Regions from separate parts of the Sus scrofa genome. Here region 2 is linked to region 1. A link is a contact called in public Hi-C data. All regions are on one chromosome and are shown on one strand. The core of a region is the stretch at or near the end of the contact, and the rest is flanking DNA. Distances in the headings are between cores, read along the strand shown.

Evidence for each region. Hi-C and Micro-C count contacts between places; a contact is called where the count stands out from the background.
Region 2: a Hi-C map of skeletal muscle shows a contact between it and region 1, with 2.8 times the contacts expected there. The contact joins the promoter of ISL2 here to the enhancer-like site in region 1. A contact is called at or near these places in 5 of 47 Hi-C or Micro-C datasets (alveolar macrophages, embryonic fibroblasts, fetal liver and 2 more) and 1 of 2 datasets of contacts at active chromatin or transcription factors (skeletal muscle).

Annotation. Positions count from the first base shown.
Region 1 is chr7:56,398,849-56,402,799 of Sscrofa11.1, reverse strand. The region is part of intron 5 of TMEM266 (transmembrane protein 266); the gene reads right to left. Among named protein-coding and RNA genes, the nearest start is that of TMEM266, 89 kb to the right of the region's middle. Within about 2 kb of position 2,244, at least 19 of the 83 cell types and tissues checked have an H3K27ac peak or open chromatin away from gene starts, as enhancers often do. A contact at or near this core is called in skeletal muscle, where this site is marked.
Region 2 is chr7:56,569,406-56,573,356 of Sscrofa11.1, reverse strand. It overlaps ISL2 (insulin gene enhancer protein ISL-2), which reads right to left and starts at 2,005. Exons shown (of 6, transcript XM_021099017.1): 1 at 1,772-2,005; 2 at 727-916; 3 at 195-457. The coding sequence starts at 1,829.

The sequences.
Region 1 (3,951 bases), core at 995-3,494:
ATTTCTGTTTCTCAGTTTGACTACTCTAGGAACCTCACATAAAAGGAATCACCCTGCTTCTTCATCAACCAGGCAGCACTTACGGAACAGGCAGTGGCCCCAGATCTGTGGGGTCGGGGGATGAGGAAGGGAGCTGGTCCAGCCGAGACTCAGCCAGGAACCTAAGAGGGAGGAGGAGCAGGCAGCAGACATTGAGCCTCTGTGCTCTAGGAAGGGATGGAGGGTCAGTGGGTTTAGGGGCCCAGGTGGTGCCGGGTAGGCAAGCGGAGCCTGGATGGCCCATTCATGTGGGACCAGGCCTCTGAGGGAGTCTTTCTTTCCTAGCCCAGTCCATGGAAACTCAACAGCCAAAAGGCAGCTGAGGAGGGAGCTCAGGAAATGCCTCCTGGGCCAGCTTCCTGCTGTAGATGGGAAATGGCCTGGAAATGTCCAAGCTAGAAGGGATCTGCTCTGAAACACCCCACCTGCGGTCCTTTCCCGGCAGCATCCTCTGCTGAGACCCCCTGTCTGTGGAGGAAGGGACCTGGCCATGCTGCCTTGCCACCTCATGGCACCTGGCACAGATCTCACTCCTCTGAAAACATGGGCTAAGCCATTGATGGCTTATGCTTCTCAACACGCAGGTAAGGGCCCCTGCCTCAGCAGCAGCTGAGGGTTTTGTTTAAAATGAAGATTCCCAGGCTCTCGGGGAGATCCAGGACATCAGGATCTCTGGGTGCAGGGCCCAGGAATGTGCCTTTTTAACAAACTCCCCTGAGGGTACCTAACAGGACAGTGGAGATGTGTAAGGTGACAATGCCCTGGGTGACCAGGGAAGCCACAAGTCCAGATGCAACCAGGAGAAAGAGAGTTAGATGATGTAGAGTCAAAAATCAGGTCCCCTTTCCAGCTCTGACTATCCCTTACTAGCAATGGGGCATCGGCCAAAGCCCTCAGCCAGCCTGGAGGAACATGGGACTGGTCCCGGCTGCCTGCCTCACCGGGGCTGGCCGCTACAAAGCTCCACCAAGGAAGAGCTTTGCTAAGAGAAGGGCAGGAGGGCTTCGGGAGGCATTACAAAGAGGTTATTTTATCACCACTCCCTCTCCCAGGGCCGTGGACTTTGCAATCCTGCCCTCAAGAGCTGCAAAGGGCTTTGAGGAAAGGACCAAGGGACCCAGACCCCTCAGCACCAGCTGCCACTAGCCCACCTGAAACTAAGGGTTTTCAGCCTCCTTCTTTCCAGTCCTGCCTTCTGGAGAGGAGGACGCTTTGGCATTCAAGAGAGGCCAGAGTCTTGGCAAAATCTCGAGGATGGCACTGTTTATTATTTACCAAACGCCAAGCTCTTGTGCCATTTTACAGACATAGGAACTGAGGCTGAGAGGGGCAGGTAAACCTGCTGTTTTCCGGGCTCCTCATCTTTCCATCCCAGGGACCCTCATCATTTCCCTTGGCAAAAGCCCTGCTCCCAAGGGGGGACTCCCCTCATGTCTCGAGGGAACGGGCTCAGGCTTCAGGCGGCAAGAGGGGAGGGTGGGAAGTCCTGATCCTTGCATCTGCTCCAGGCCCTGCCTGGCTCAAGTGGCAGCAAGGGCCTTCTGGCTTCCTGCTGCCTGAGGCCTGATCCCTCCCACCCCTCAGGGGAATCAGTCCCTTTCCCAGGGTCTGGGAACCTTGGGGGATGCCAGTAGCAACACCTGCTAGTCTATCAGATGCCTTTGAGCAAATTTTTCAAAGGCACCCCTTCCCTAGGCAGAGAGAGATTCCCTGACTCACTGCTTGCTGTGTAGAGTCAGGGCTGGCACTCCTGCTCCCCAGAGAACCATCCCCAACGCTGGGCCCATCAGCCCAGGAGAAGGAAGCAGCAGTGTGCATCTGGCCCTGAGCCTGTGCCCCTGCAACGCGGCAGCCGGAAGGGTTGGGGAGCGGGGTGGTGCAGAGCTTGGAGGAATATTCTGGCCCAAGAAATACCCACGGTGGGCACCAGGCCGCTGGGGGTTGAGCTCGGGCGCATCTTCGAAAAGCAGATCTACCCGAAGGCAAGTTTTTTCTGCCAAGACTGCTGAAGGCTCCCCTTCCCGCCGAAGCCCTCAGTTAAACTAGAGCAGCAGGAGCAATATCATGGAGTCCGGGATCCAGCTCCAAGGAGAATGTAAGAAACGTGAGAAATCCTTGCGGGGGCAGGGGGTGGGAGCTGGGGGCTGAAAGCAGTCTTAAACCGGTTTGCAAAACAAAGGTTTGCCAGGGGAGCGGTGATCGCAGGGCGGCACACGGGCGCCCCCTGCCGTTAGGCATTGATAAAACAGGAGCCAAGGGAGCAGCCGCCCCCTTCTCTCCTCCCAGGGGTTCCCAATCTGTGGGGGCTTAGGGGGTGAAGGGAGGCTGCCTTCTCCCTGGTAAAAGTGACACCCCCCCACCCCCGACGCAGTGGCCGGCCTCTCCAGGGGACCTGGGCTCACAGGCACAAGCCGCACTGTCTGCCACCGCGCTGGATTCATTTTGGCAGGAGGTTCCCAGGGATCTTAAAAGAATGGGTTCAAGAGCGCAGGGACGGACAATGTGATCGAATGGCAGGAAATTAAGCCCTGATGTGACCTGGCTGTGTGCTCACTGCGCAGGGAGCACTGTGCTCGGCCTTGGGGGAGGAGGAGAGAGATTGGAACCCACAAGATGTGCAAAGTTTGTTCCAGAACTTCCTCTCCTCACATGAACATCTCCATTTCCTCCATCCCAAAACAACCCTCACTGACCATGTTCCTCTTAAGCCACTGCCCTGTCCCCCTGCACTGGAGGAACGCTGCCCACACCTGGTTAGGGACGACCTCCTCAGCCATGTGCGGTGCTGCTGGCTTCCTTGCTCTAAAAAGTCTCCTTCTTTGGTTTCAAGATTCCGCACGTTCTGAGGCCTCCCCCTGCCTCGGCTACACCTGCTCAGTCAGCTTTGAGGTTCCTCGTCCTCCATCCATTCCAAATTTGTCTTCTGGGGCTCATTTCCTCCCACTCACGCGCTCCCATCCCCCGACAACTGCACCCTTGGCTTCAGCTCCCATCTGACACCCTGAAGCCCCCTGAGTCCACATCTCCAGCCGAGACCGCCTCCTGCAGCACTTGTCGGCTTGGCCAAAGGCATCCCCACCCCCTCCTAGCGCAGGCCAGCCCCCCACCCCCCCACCAAAGTGCTCACCTTCCTGCTCCCTCCCATGCTCCCCCCATGACGACCAGTCCCCGAGTCCTGCATTTAGCTGCTTAAACTCCAGCTCCTCTCTTATCCTCCATCCCATTCCTGCTGGTATGGTTCAAACCTCTAACCTCTTGGCTGAACCATGCCTCCTAAATGGTCTCCACATTCCAATCGCCCCCACCTCCCACCCCTGTCTCCTTCCTGGCTGCCAGGGTGATCCTCTCAAAGGCCAAGTTCATCACGCCCCTCTCCTGCATATAGCCTCCTCCCCACCACCTTCAGGACAAGCCCCTACTCCTGAGCAAGACCAGGAGGGGGCTTTCACGACCTGGGCTGGCTCCCAGGACATCTCTCACCATCTCCCGTGTAGACACGACATTGTCACTCAAACTCTGTCCCTTGTCCACGCTGCCTGAAGGTCCTCGACCCACCACCCACCTACCAGTTCACACATGGGCAAGCAGCGTGCTTCCCCGCTGAGGTCACCCACCGGCTGCAGATAGAGTTTTAAGCTCCCGTCCTTCCTGCTTCTTTCATTATACACACCTGCTTGGCTGCTTCCCCATAGACTGTAAATAGCTGAGCTGGGTCCATGTCTAGATGATCAGGGACACCTCCTCATGCCCCGTACCACCTACAGTGCCTGGCATGGAGTCGCTAAAAGATGTGGGCTTCGAGTTCCCACTGTGGCACAACGGGATTGGTGGCATCTTGGATGCGCTGGAGCTCAGGTTCAATCCCTGGCCGGGCACAGTGGGTTAAGGATCCCTCACTGCAGCAGCTACAGC
Region 2 (3,951 bases), core at 756-3,255, 170 kb before region 1:
CCCCGGCACACACGAACACACAGCCGCATTCCTAGCACACAGTTCTGCACTCACCCAGAAAGCCTCACAATCCTGACAAGTGGAAATATACCCAAGAGACAACTTTTCCTCCGAGCACAAGGACCCACCTACGAACACACACACATGCACTCACACCGGCGCTGGCGGCACAGGGCCGGGCGCTCGCAGCTTACCTGGCAGATGCAGGCCGCGGGGTCCGGGGAGCGGGCCGGGGCTGCGCGGGCTGTCGGCCGCCGCGCGCTCCAGCAGAAGGCCATGGTCAGCGCGGCAGAGCAGCTCGTGCTCCCGCAGCGAGAACTCGTCGCCGGGCAGCAGCTGACGGCTGCACACCGAGCAGCGGAAACATTCTATGTGGTACACGCTGTCCCGTGCCCGCATCACCAGATCGCTGCTGCTGAAGCCCACTTGGCACTTGGCGCACTTGATGCCGAAGAGCCTGCGGGCCCAAGGCGCGGGCGGTGTCAGCTCGGGGCCTACGGCCGGCCTCGCCTCCCGAGCTGCTTACCCAGCCCGGGCACGCGCGCCAGGACGCTCGGTGGCGCGGGGACAGGCTCTCCGGGGGTTCCCAGACCCAGAGGTGCGCGGAGGCACGCCTTCGGGGTGGGGGCGGCCTTTTCCCCGCGCGGGGGCGCGCAGGCGGCCAGCCGTCCCCAAGCCCCGGCCCCTGCGGGCGGTGGCTCAGCCCAAGCTTCCCCGGGGCCTCACCTGACGTAGTCCCGCTTGCAGTAGGTCTTCCCGTCTCTCACGAAGCACGTGCACGTCTCGTCCAGGTACTGGCTGCACTCGGCGCACTTGAGGCAGGCGGCGTGCCACTCTAGGTCAGGCGACACCCGCAGGATAAACTGGTCGTGGATCTGACTCCCGCAGCCCACGCACATGGCGGTCCCGGGCTTCTCTGCCGAAGAAGGGCGTGGGGCCCGCGTTAGGCCCCGCTGCTCGGACCCCGGCAGAGGCAGCTCCAGCCCCAACCCAACCCGCTTGCGCTCTTGCTCCCTTTCAAGAATTGAGACCACTAGGAAAAGAAAGTGGTCTCTCGAAAGATCCAGACAATTGGAAACGAAAAAACAAAATCTTCTGAATTTGTTAAGGTTTTTTTTGCCTCCTCCCACCCTCCTCAATTTTTTTTCCCGCTATTACATTCACTTGGACACAAGCGTTTTATCGATATATCTTATAACTAAAAGCTAACATGTAAGTGAGAAGAAAGAGTGAATAGACATTTAAGCCCTACAGACGCCACCCCATCAATACTGAACAGTGATGTTCAGGCATTTCCGTCCGCACACTCCCTCTCACAGAGACTCCCTCCTATCCCAGCGCAGACACATCAGCGTTCAGCGGGGTCTCAGCTCATCCTCTTTGACATTTCTTAGTTTAAATACCCCAGATCAAGCGAGGGAAATCTTCCTTATTTAAAAGGCCGACAGACAAGCAGGCAGGCAAACCAAAAAAAAAAAAAAAAAAAAAAAATCCCACATCGCTAAATCAAACCTAATTGCTTTAGCGCAAAACAGAAGCAGATTTCACAGCCTGAGGTCAGCCTAGCAGGCTTGAAAAAGAGTGCTTAATTATAAGCTAAAACAACAGGATTCCAAAGGATAAGCAGTCCTGCAGGGAAATGCATTCGTTTTGTTTTTTCCCTGCCAGTGTCCTGTCAAATAGAAGCCACTTGTAGAATCCGCTAAACATTCTTCTGCATTAGAAATATTGCATATTAAGCACATGCACACACACACAGAAAAAGACTTACTCTTGGAATGATCCCCCATAGTACCCAGAAAAGGATAATGAAAAATAATATCCACCATGCAGAAAAGAGATGTGCGCAAAGCGTGCGGCCAGAGGCAGAAGGACGAAGGTCGCGCGCCCAGCCTCGGCTCTTTGCTAACTAACTCCTCCTGCCCCGCGGAGTTGAAGGAGCGATTCCGCACCGGCCCGCACGCAGCATGACGTCAGCACGCACTCGCCCCGGGCCGGAGCTGGGGGCGGGACCTGTGGCGTCACGGAGCTTCCCCAGAACCGCGGGGGATGCGGGGGAGGTGTTGGGGACCTGGGGGCTGATGGGCGGGATGGGTTGGGTGGAAGGCGGGGGTAACGGGGGATTGGCTGGAAGGAAATGGGCCAACCCTGATTGGCCCGGGGTGAACAATGGAGAACAGCCCCCTCCTCTGAAATCTACAAGGATCCTCACTCTGACCAGGAGTCGGGCTATCCCCGCTCGACCTTGCGTCACCGCTGAGCAGTCTCCAGGGCCGCTGCAGCTCTGAGCTTCCCCTTGGACTTGCGGGGCGGTCTCCCCAGGCGCGCTCTAGCAGGGTGATGGATACCTGGGGAGTGGAGGAGGGCCTGTCCTTTAAATGCTCCCTTCTTTCATGGGGTGGGGGGGGGGAGGAAATCCACTCTCTTGGGACGAGAGCTGGGCGGAAGGGTGGTCTGGCCAAGACCTTCACCGTCCAGCCGGTCACCTTTTTCCTCTCGGGCGCCTTTGTTCTCAGAGTCCAAGCTAGAGAGAGAGGTTAAAGGTTTGGATAAACTCTGTTTAGACGTCCCTACCAGTCCGCCTGTGGAAAACTTCTCCAAGTTGGAGAATTAGGTGGGTAACATCAGAATGCAGAATCCGAAAATCCAAACCGGATCCAGATTCTAGCTTTGACTTGGATTTGGGGCGGGGGTGTAATTCGACACGGATACCCGCATGCTCTCCCCACCCGAATAGCACAACTCCTTCTAGGAACAATGCCGGGGTCGAGTGTGTGTTCCACTTCCAGAATAAACGGTATTTATAAACTCTTCTGTTTTATTTCACAAATCAACTGCAATGCAAATAATCAGAAACAAATGTGGCTCGCGGGGTAATTTACTATCTGTGCAGTGGCTTGTCGGTCCTTAGAAAACCCGCGACTTCTGAACCGAGTCCAGGCATTTCTTTCTTTCAAAGAAATCGCTGTGGGTTTTGTTTGAAAGGGTTCAAAGACTGGTCCATGAATTATAAATAACACCTATCCAATCATGGTGGCTGTTGTTTTTCCACTAGAAGGTGAGCCTAGAATTTGGTGGGCGCCTGGGTGGGGCGCAGGTGGGCGCCTGGGGATAAAATGTTTCCACAGGAATCCCAGAGCCGGGCCCCCGTTGGCCCGAGGGCGCGGCCGAGCTCTCGGCGGCCCTCCTGCTAAAAACCTAAGGTGGGTTGGCCCAATGCTCTGGGCTGCTCGCCGGGAAATGGGTGCAGCCAGGTGCGCAGCGAGAGGCTTTGCAGAGGCTGGGGCTAGGCTCTCAGTGCAAGCTGAACTCGCCACGTGGTAATGGCCCACCGCACAGCAAGTGAGAGCCCCGCCGCAGCCCAGCTGTGCTGAGCGCTTCACGTGGCAGCCCCGTCGGTCTTCCAAGACAACCACGTTTAGAACGTTTGGTCTTCTTATGGGTCTGGTTCTTCCGCACCGCTTACCAACCGCTGTGCCAATGGGCCATTTCTTGCGTCTTTGGCCACTAGCGCCCTGAACAGCACTCCCGCTGAGTGTGTGTGGAGCAGGTCCGGGATGGGGACAAGGCTGCGTTTGAATAATGTGTCAGTGTAAATAAACGGGGTTGAGGAGTGAGGAGGCCGGGTATGTCTGCACTGGACCACTCTATGACCTCAGGCATTTTATTTTCTTTCTGACCTTTAGTTTCCTCATCTGCAAAATGGGGGATTAAAAATGGTATCTACCTCTACTATTGTAAGAAATAAAGTATTCTCTGGAAAAGGCTTAGAACAAATCTGGCACATAGTAAGTGCAATACATGTTAACTATGATAATTATCATTATGGCTGTATCTTTGTGCTGAGAGCCTCTATGTATGCTGTGCCTTTCCTGCCTGTTCCCAGGGCCCTCATGTGTCTGGGTATGGAGGGGAGGTCTCGGTGTATCTGCGTATGTGTCATCTGATGAT